Linked DNA regions of Sus scrofa: all the other regions are linked to region 2. Evidence: chromatin contacts called from public Hi-C data. All regions are on one chromosome and are shown on one strand. Each heading gives the region's core, a stretch centred on a gene start, on an enhancer-like site or on the middle of the called end of the contact. The rest is flanking DNA. Distances are from core to core; before and after follow the strand shown.

Region 1 (2,700 bases), core at 114-2,613, 43 kb after region 2:
GATGATTTCGGTATGTGCCCATTAGAGGACCAAGCGCTTAACACTCGCATCTCATTTAATCTTTCATCAGCCCCTGGAGGGGGTGCTGTTATGCCTCCTGGTTTCCCCTGATGAGGAAGCTGGAGCTCAGAGAGGTGAGAATACCTGCCCACAGAGCTACTAAATTTCGGCAGATCTGCGGCTTGGAGCTTAGCCTGTCCTCCTCCAGTGTAACTCAAAGCTTTTCAGTGAGATGGAAAATCTGATGCCGGCTCGACTTGGACATTTTTTACCGTCTGAAAAGAGATTTTTGCCCAAGACACTCATCAAGAGATAAGACTGTCCTCCCCCCCCTCCCTTTTTTTTCCCCAGCAATGGAAGCCTGTGGAAGTTCCGAGGCCTGGGATTGAACCCAAGCCACAGTAGTGTGACAGCACTAGACCCTTTAACTGCTAAGCCACCAGGGAACTCCAAGGCTGTCTTCTTTTAATCTTATGAAGGAGATAAAAGAAGACATACATCCAATGACCTGAGCTGGGCCCTGTCCCTGCCCCACTGCTGCCCCTTGGAGGTAAAGCTGTGGCTGAAGGTTCTGACCCATGTCCAGTGTAGAAACAGAAATCAGAGTAGGAGCTTATCAGAGATCCGGGCTGCCAGGGAAGAGGGAGGACTGGGGTGGTTGCACATGTGGACCCTGCAGGCTGGGGTAAAGATGCTGGGCAGTACCACCCCTTCTGTTCACTGGGATTCTCTGCTTATGAAGCTTCCTGTAGTGCTCAGGGTGCATTGATAAAATAGTTTTGGGGTCTAGCAATCTAGCCACCATGACTTTGGCTAGTAGGAGTCTACTCCTCAGGGCCAGATCAGCATCTTTGGGGACAGACAATTCTCGACCCTGCAAAGTCCCAGGCCAGACCTTAGCCCTGGGCAAGCAGCAGCTGATTCAGAGACCAGAATGGGTGGCCACTGTCACTGGGCCACCTCCTCTTCCTCGTTTTCACTTCCAGTGGCTGCTTCAGCCCGGAAAGAAAACCAGAGGGAAAGCAACTGGGAAGAATGGAGCCTGCCTTCCGTAGCCCTGGGCCCAGCTCCACCAGGGCTTGGGAGAGACCGGGTCAGGGGGACCGTGCTTGCTGGCTAGCATTCTTCTCTGTCTCCTGTCTCTTTAGCCCAGGACAGATTCCATCTGAAGGGACAAAGGGCCTCATTGACCCCATAGCCTTGTGACCCCACCCAAGTCTGTCGCTCCCCTCCCTGGGCAGCCAGCAGGGCACCCAGTTGGGTAGCAGACCGGGGCCACGAGGCCGCTGAGAGGCCATGGCAGGGAAGCCAAGAGAGGCCGCAGCCAGCTGGGCGGGGAAGACTGGGAGTGTGTGGGCAGCGCCCAACAGATCCCTGAGGGGAGGGGTGGCCGAGACTGCTGGCTGCAGTCCCAGGAGCAGAGCAGCACATACTCTGCAGGGCCAAAGCACGGGAGGGCTGGGGGGTCCAACCTCAGCCCCAAACTGGGCTGCCTGGGAGCTTGGGGCCCTCCCGGCCTGCATTCCTGCCTTCCTCCCCCTAGCATGCTCCCCACCCCCAGCCTATAAAGCCCCCTTTGTCTGGACCTGCTGAGGATCTTAACTCTCCCCATCTCAGCTTCCAGCCCCCTGCCCCCTCACCCTCGGGTCCCCTTGGTGGTGGCTAGGGCGCCATAAGGAGGGTCCCCTTCATGCCGCCTGGGCACAGGCCCAGGGGGTTTGTGCAGCCAGCCTGATGCCCCCACCCCACTGCCCGCCTCAGGGCAGGTTAATTCCCAGCCTTGTCCACTCCGGGTCTACACACTCCCGCCCTGGGCAGCATGCCTGCCTCTCACGTGCCTGCTCATGTGGTAGCCCCCTTGGTTTGGCCCTGCCCTGAAAGGCGCAGGACGGGGGTGGGGGTGGGGTGGTGGGATGAGGGGTGTGGGGGGCCTGGTGGGTGGTCAGGAGCCACTCCTGATGGGGGAGGGAATATCAGTGGGGGAGGCAGTCTTTTCGCCCCCTTCCTGGCCTTCACCAGAGTTGGTGGCTCCACTGCCCACAGGTCGGGTTCCCAGCTGGTATTGGAGCTTCAGATGACCCTTCTCTGTCACTGGACAAACAGTTCAGCTCCTCCTCCTACTTGGCACATGCCCCGGGCATGGCACACGGTGGGCGACAGGAATCTCCATTCCTGCTCTCCACACCCACCCAAGGGCGTCGGGGAGACATTCGAAGAGAGGCTGGATGAAGAGAGGCTGGATCCCGGCGGCGGGGAGTGGCCCCTCCCTCCCCAGCTCCTGTCCTCATCGGGTCACAGGGCTCAGACTCCTGATCACGGGGTGGGGTCTCCCTGGGGTCCAGGCTCTGTGGGTATCTCTGGCGGGCTCTCAGGTGATCACAGCCGTCTGAGTCATGGGGTCAGCTCTGTCACCAAGCTGCTGCGTGACCTTGGGCGGGCCTCCTCTATGGTCCCCATAAAAAAAGGGCTGGGGCCCCTTCTGACTCTGATCACCTCAGAAGCGAGGAGAGGGGCTGCCCCGAGAGTGGATCTTCTCTGGACTAGCAGTGCCCCCAGGACAGGTGGAAGAGGGGGTGCTGGCAGGATGTGCCCCCTGGGATGTGTGAGGAGTGTGTGTGCATTGTATGTGTGTGATTGAGAGAGAGAGAGAGAGAGAGAGGGAGAGTGTGTGTGTGTGTGTGTATGTGTGTGTGTGAGCGC
Region 2 (2,796 bases), core at 115-2,614:
AATGCCGGATCCTTAACTCACTGCGCAGGGTTGGGGATGCAACAGACGCCTTCACAGAGACAAGCTGGATCATTTACCCCTGTGCCGCACTGCACCACAGTGGGAACTCCAATATTTAAGATTTTACATGAACGTGTTATATCTGCAGCCATTACATTGTGTATGGCACAGAAACTCAGGAAATATTCTTTCAGTATTTGAAAACAATTTTCCAATTCAGCAAAGAAGTCGCTTCCATAATGGACAGTTAAGAAGTCTTTGTTTTTTCACTTCCCTCTTACACTGATGCAGAGAACATCAACTAACATCTATGTCACAATTGTATTCTCCAGTCAACTGAAACGACAGGTTGGCCACCCATACAGGAGTCTGGCAAAAATCAATGAAAGCATTCTGTGAGAATCAATTGGTTATAAGGAATTTGCAGTTGTACATTATTATTTGTAAATTCTGTGCTTCACATCCTTTACATCAGCACAATTTATGATAAATTTGTGTGTGTGTATATATATATGCATACATTCCCGTTTTCTCTTGACAATCAGCTGTTCAACACTTATCAGCACATGTCCTGGTCTAGAACATGTTATTCATGTGTCATTTCATAAATACTCACTAGATGCCAAGGGAGGGGGGAAAATACAGTTAATCAATGAACAAACGACGTGGCCACAGTCGCACATCGCAAGCGGCACAGGAGGGACCGGAGCCAGGGGTACTGTCCTCCCAGGGTCAGCGGCTCTCTTCCAGGACTAGCTTAGGCTTCCCAGGGCCACCCCACCTTACCCGCGGGTTGGGGGGGGGCTCGGCCTGAGCACCTGGGAAGTGAAAAACCGGGGTCGCAGTAGGGGGCTAACTGCTAGGCGAGAAGAAGCCCATTGCCAATCGCAGCCCAGGCCGCGCGCAACGTCACGCTCCGTAGAGGCCTGCGCGAGCAAGCTCTGGGGAAAGGGGCGTGGCTATCACGCCAGGAAGTGACGCCACCAGGGGCGGGGCTCGGCGGCGGCGGCGCGCGGCCTGGGCTCGCGCTGGGCTCCGCGCGCCCCCCGCCCCCTGTATGAGGCAGAGGCCGCGGTGGCCGTTAGCGCTGTCGCTCCGGGGGCCGCGGCGGGCGGGGCTCCGGCGGGGCCCGGCCTAGTCCCCACCCCAGCCCGGCTCCCAGCCGCCCGCCCTCCCTCCCTCTCCCCGATGCAGGGGGCCGAACTCCGGGATGGCGAGGCGGCGGCGGCGGCCGCTTCGTACCGCGTCCTGAGCCGCCTGCTCGGCTATGGAGAGGCGGCCCCCGAGCCAGGCCCGCCGCCGCCGCCCCCGGGCCATGGCCCCGCGCCGCCACCCTTCCTCGCGCGGCCCGGCCCGCGGGGCTCCAGGCCGCCGCAGCTGATGGTGTTCCGCAACGTGGGTCGGCCGCCGGAGGAGGAGGACGCGGAGGCGGCCCCGGATCCGGGACCCTCAGAACTGCTGTGTCCCCGGCACCGCTGTGCTCTGGACCCCAAGGCCCTGCCTCCGGGGTTGGCGCTCGAGCGGACCTGGGGTCCGGCAGCTGGACTAGAGGCGCAGTTGGCGGCCCTGGGGCTCGGGCAGTCGGCGGGGCCGGGAGTCAAGACGGTCAGCGGGGGTTGCTGCCCATGTCCGTGCCCCCCGCAGCCGCCCCCTCCGCAGCCCCAGCCGCCTGCTGCCGCCCCGCAGGCCGGGGAGGACCCCACGGAAACCAGCGACGCGCTGCTGGTCCTAGAGGGCTTGGAGTCGGAGGCCGAGAGCCTGGAGACTAACAGCTGCTCGGAAGAGGAGCTCAGCAGCCCGGGCCGCGGAGGAGGAGGGGGCGGCCGGCTTCTGCTGCAGCCCCCTGGCCCTGAATTACCCCCGGTGCCCTTCCCAATGCAGGACTTGGTCCTTCCAGGGCGCCTGAGTAGAGGGGAGCAGCAGCAACAGCAGCAGCAACCTCCCCCGCCCCCACCTCCTCCTGGGCCCCTCCGGCCGCTCGCGGGCCCTTCTCGGAAGGGCTCCCTCAAAATTCGCCTCAGTCGCCTCTTTCGCACGAAGAGCTGCAACGGTGGCTCCGGCGGTGGGGATGGGGCCGGCAAGAGGCCTTCTGGAGAGCTGGCTGCTTCAGCTGGGAGCCTGACAGACATGGGAGGCTCTGCGGGCCGGGAGCTGGACACCGGGAGGTGAGACCGGCTGGGGCGGGCGGGCGGGCGGGCTGCCTGATAAACTTCCCCCTTCTTCTTTCATTTTCCCTTTTATTGTACTGCTAACACGATCCTGACAGTGCTTAGGCAATGGTCTTCATAAGGAGGCAGAGACTGCGGGCTAAAGGTGGTGACATTGCTCATTAGGTCAGCGCCCATTGTGGGAGCAGCATTCACTCTGAGAATTCACTCCCAGGTGAGACTTCTCAGCTGGTTAGAATTTCTCTAATCAGGAGATAATTTGAAATCATTCCCCACACGCCTACCCTGGCCCAGCTTTTAAAGTTTTTACAAGGTATCTTATCTATCCTAACCCCTGGCAGAGAGCTTGCTGGAAATGTGGGCCCTCTGGGGCAAAAAAGTTGATGTTGCGTTTTGACTCCCTTGCTGATTCTTCTGTGTACCAGCACCCCACTCCCTTCACACTCATGTGTAGAGATGATAGGACAGACTTGTGAGGTTATAGGCCTGCAGCAGTCAGTTGGGCAGCTCTATTCACAGTTTTAATGTTTTCTTGGTTGGTCGCTTAGGTGTGCTTGGTATCCCAGCCTGTGTGCTGACCACTGGGAGAAAAAATTGCTTTTCTCAAGCCCATATGAGAATTCTAAGT
Region 3 (2,700 bases), core at 37-2,536, 43 kb before region 2:
TGCTGTGGCTGCGGTATAGGCCAGGGGCTACAGCTCCAATTCCAATTCGACCCCTAGCGGGGGACCTTCCATATGCTGCAGGTGCAGCCCTAAAAAGACCAAAAAAAAAAAAAAAAAAAAAAAGGAGTTCCCGTTGTGGCGCAGTGGTTAACGAATCCGACTAGGAACTATGAGGTTGAGGGTTCGGTCCCTGCCCTTGCTCAGTGGGTTAACGATCCGGTATTGCCGTGAGCTGTGGTGTAGGTTGCAGACGCGGCTCGGATCCCGCGTTGCTGTGGCTCCAGCGTAGGCCGGTGGCTACAGCTCCGATTCAACCCCTAGCCTGGGAACCTCCATATGCCGCGGGACGCGGGAGCGGCCCAAGAAATAGCAACAACAACAACAACAACAAAAAAGACAAAAAAAAAAAAAAAATTAATTGGCAAAATGAGATAAAACCGTAAAGTTAAGTATAGAAAGTGTTTGCCTTTCGGCAATGATTACTGAAGCAGTACAAGGTAGCAGTCAGTGAATGGGTTCTAGAATTAGACTGCTTGAACGTGAATCCCAATTCTTCTAGTTCTTAGCTGTGTGACCTTAGAAAAATTACATAATTTCTGTGCTGCCCAAGTTCATATGTAAACGAGTATTACTCCTACGTTGATGATTGAGTAAATAAATGTAAAATGCTTAGCGAATTGCCTGGCAATGCCTAAGCAAGTGCTACAGGTACCTCTGTACCTCCGTCCCAAAAAGACAGATGTTTTTATCAGTCCATGCGTCTTTTGTTTCAATAAACACAATAGTCATTAACTACCTTAATTTGATGGTAAGAAAGACTATTATCCTTCACACGGTACAGATTGGGAAAACTATATTATTCCATATAAATACTATATTGTTAACTCCGCCTTAAGGTTGTCCGAGGACGGACCCAGACCCAGAACCCAGTCATTTTTGCCATTCCTAAGATCCAAGTAGGCACTGAAGAAAAACACTTGTCTCAGAAGAGAAACAGCTTCTCATTCTTCACGGACTAGAAGCAAGGTGCAGCAACGTGCCAATTTTACAGGAAGGGAGTAACTCCCGGCCGCCAGAACGCCTGGTGCGCAAGCGCAGCTCTGGCTCCGCGCCCTCCGCTTGGCGCGTGACAACCGTGCTTCCCCCTGCCCCCAACGCCGTCTTACCACGCAGGCGCAGCCCTACTCCACTCCCCCACCCCGCCCCCCTCCCAGACGTGCACGTGCGCGTTCGCGCCTCTCGCACTTTGGAGGAGGGCGCGCGCCCTGGAAAATTCCACGGCCGCGCTAGCTCCACCCTTTGCGCCTTCTTTCCTGCCCCAGGCGCATCACTTTCAGTCTCCATCCCAGCTGCCTTTGCGCGAGCAAAATGGCAGCCCCCGTAACACGGGGCTTGTCTTGCTTACCCAGGGTTTTAGGATGGTGGTCTCGGCAGGTGGGTAGGGACGGGGGTGGATAGGACTCTTGGGGCTGGAGGAGTAGGAGAGAGTAGAGAGAAATACTCGCTTTGCAGTTGTCCTTCGTGAGTTTGGATGATATGAGTCGTACCTAGGCTAGGGAAGAGTTGAGGTAAACGGGACACAGCTACTGAGCTGTGTGGCTGAGTGGTGAGAGCCTCGGTATGGCCATGAGAGCGAGCAGTTTCTCGAGGATTAAGGTTTCTCCCGTTAAGTCTGGGTCAGACGAGCGTGAAGGTGTTAAAGGGGAGAGAATGGTTTGGAAGGTGGGCTCGCTTCCCTTTTATTTTTATAAATATTTCAATTGCACAGTGGCTGTACAGGAGAGAGTCTCGTACCTGCCTGAAGAAACCTCATGATCAGAGAGAAGAAACCTGGCCTTTGAAAGGGTTATTGATCACTTAGGAGCTAGAGCGACAGAGTAAAGTTTACAGTGAGGCTTTCAATAGAATGTAATCTGAGTAAATGTAGAGGAGATACCAAAGAGTTGGTGTTTAAGTTCCCCATCAGACTGAATGTTCTTTGAAAGCAAAAGCCTTGCTTTCATCAACTCTGCATCCCAGGGGTTTGGCATAGTCCTGTGCCATGGAAAGTACTAAAGGAAAGCCATGCGTAAACATTGGGTTGTGTTAGTAAAGTTACTTACTGCCTTTTAGTAAGGGACAGCCATAATTGTTAAGATAGTAGTGCATTTCCCCTTGTGACATGTGGCTTTATAATTGTTCCTAAGTCATTTTTTGGATGTGCCCTTTCTATCTCTGCTTAGAATTTGTGCAAGATTGATTATCTAACCTTTTTCTGCTATCCTCCAGCCAGTCTTGGTGACTCAGTCCACAGCAGTAGTTCCAGTGAGAACTAAAAAACGTTTCACACCCCCTACCTATCAACCCAAGTACAAATCAGAGAAGGAGTTTGTAGAACATGCCCGGAAAGCAGGACTGGTCATACCTCATGAACGTTTGGAGCGCCCCATACATCTAGCCTGTACAGGTGAGACATGGTATTTCTGAGACCCAGACCCAGTCCCCTTTTGTCAGAGATTTTCTTGGAGAGTAGAATGATTTGGCCTATGATTTTTTGTTTTTTGTTTTTTTTGGCTTTTTGTCTTTTGGCAATTTCTTGGGCCACTCCTGCAGTACATGGAGGTTCCCAGGCTTAGGGTGGAATCAGAGCTGTAGCCACCAGCCTACACCAGGGCCACAACAACTCGGGATCTGAACCATGTCTTCGACCTACACCACAGC

Evidence for each region. A called contact is a pair of places that touch in the nucleus more often than the background predicts.
Region 1: a contact with region 2 is called in a Hi-C map of subcutaneous adipose tissue, with 5 times the contacts expected there. The contact joins the enhancer-like site here to the promoter of SOCS7 in region 2. A contact is called at or near these places in 3 of 5 promoter capture datasets (fetal liver, fetal skeletal muscle and liver), 29 of 47 Hi-C or Micro-C datasets (adipose tissue, alveolar macrophages, blood and 16 more) and 2 of 2 datasets of contacts at active chromatin or transcription factors (alveolar macrophages and skeletal muscle).
Region 3: a Hi-C map of brain shows a contact between it and region 2, with 4 times the contacts expected there. The contact joins the promoter of MRPL45 here to the promoter of SOCS7 in region 2. A contact is called at or near these places in 2 of 47 Hi-C or Micro-C datasets (brain and embryonic fibroblasts) and 1 of 2 datasets of contacts at active chromatin or transcription factors (alveolar macrophages).

Annotation. Positions count from the first base shown.
Region 1 is chr12:23,678,739-23,681,438 of Sscrofa11.1, reverse strand. No RefSeq gene overlaps it. Among named protein-coding and RNA genes, the nearest start is that of ARHGAP23, 12 kb to the right of the region's middle. Within about 2 kb of position 1,363, at least 30 of the 83 cell types and tissues checked have an H3K27ac peak or open chromatin away from gene starts, as enhancers often do. A contact at or near this core is called in adipose tissue, fetal liver, fetal skeletal muscle and 1 more, where this site is marked.
Region 2 is chr12:23,721,630-23,724,425 of Sscrofa11.1, reverse strand. SOCS7 (suppressor of cytokine signaling 7) reads left to right here and starts at 1,364. Exons shown (of 10, transcript NM_001201486.1): 1 at 1,364-2,165. The coding sequence starts at 1,381.
Region 3 is chr12:23,765,062-23,767,761 of Sscrofa11.1, reverse strand. MRPL45 (39S ribosomal protein L45, mitochondrial) reads left to right here and starts at 1,286. Exons shown (of 8, transcript XM_021067079.1): 1 at 1,286-1,434; 2 at 2,269-2,446. The coding sequence starts at 1,369.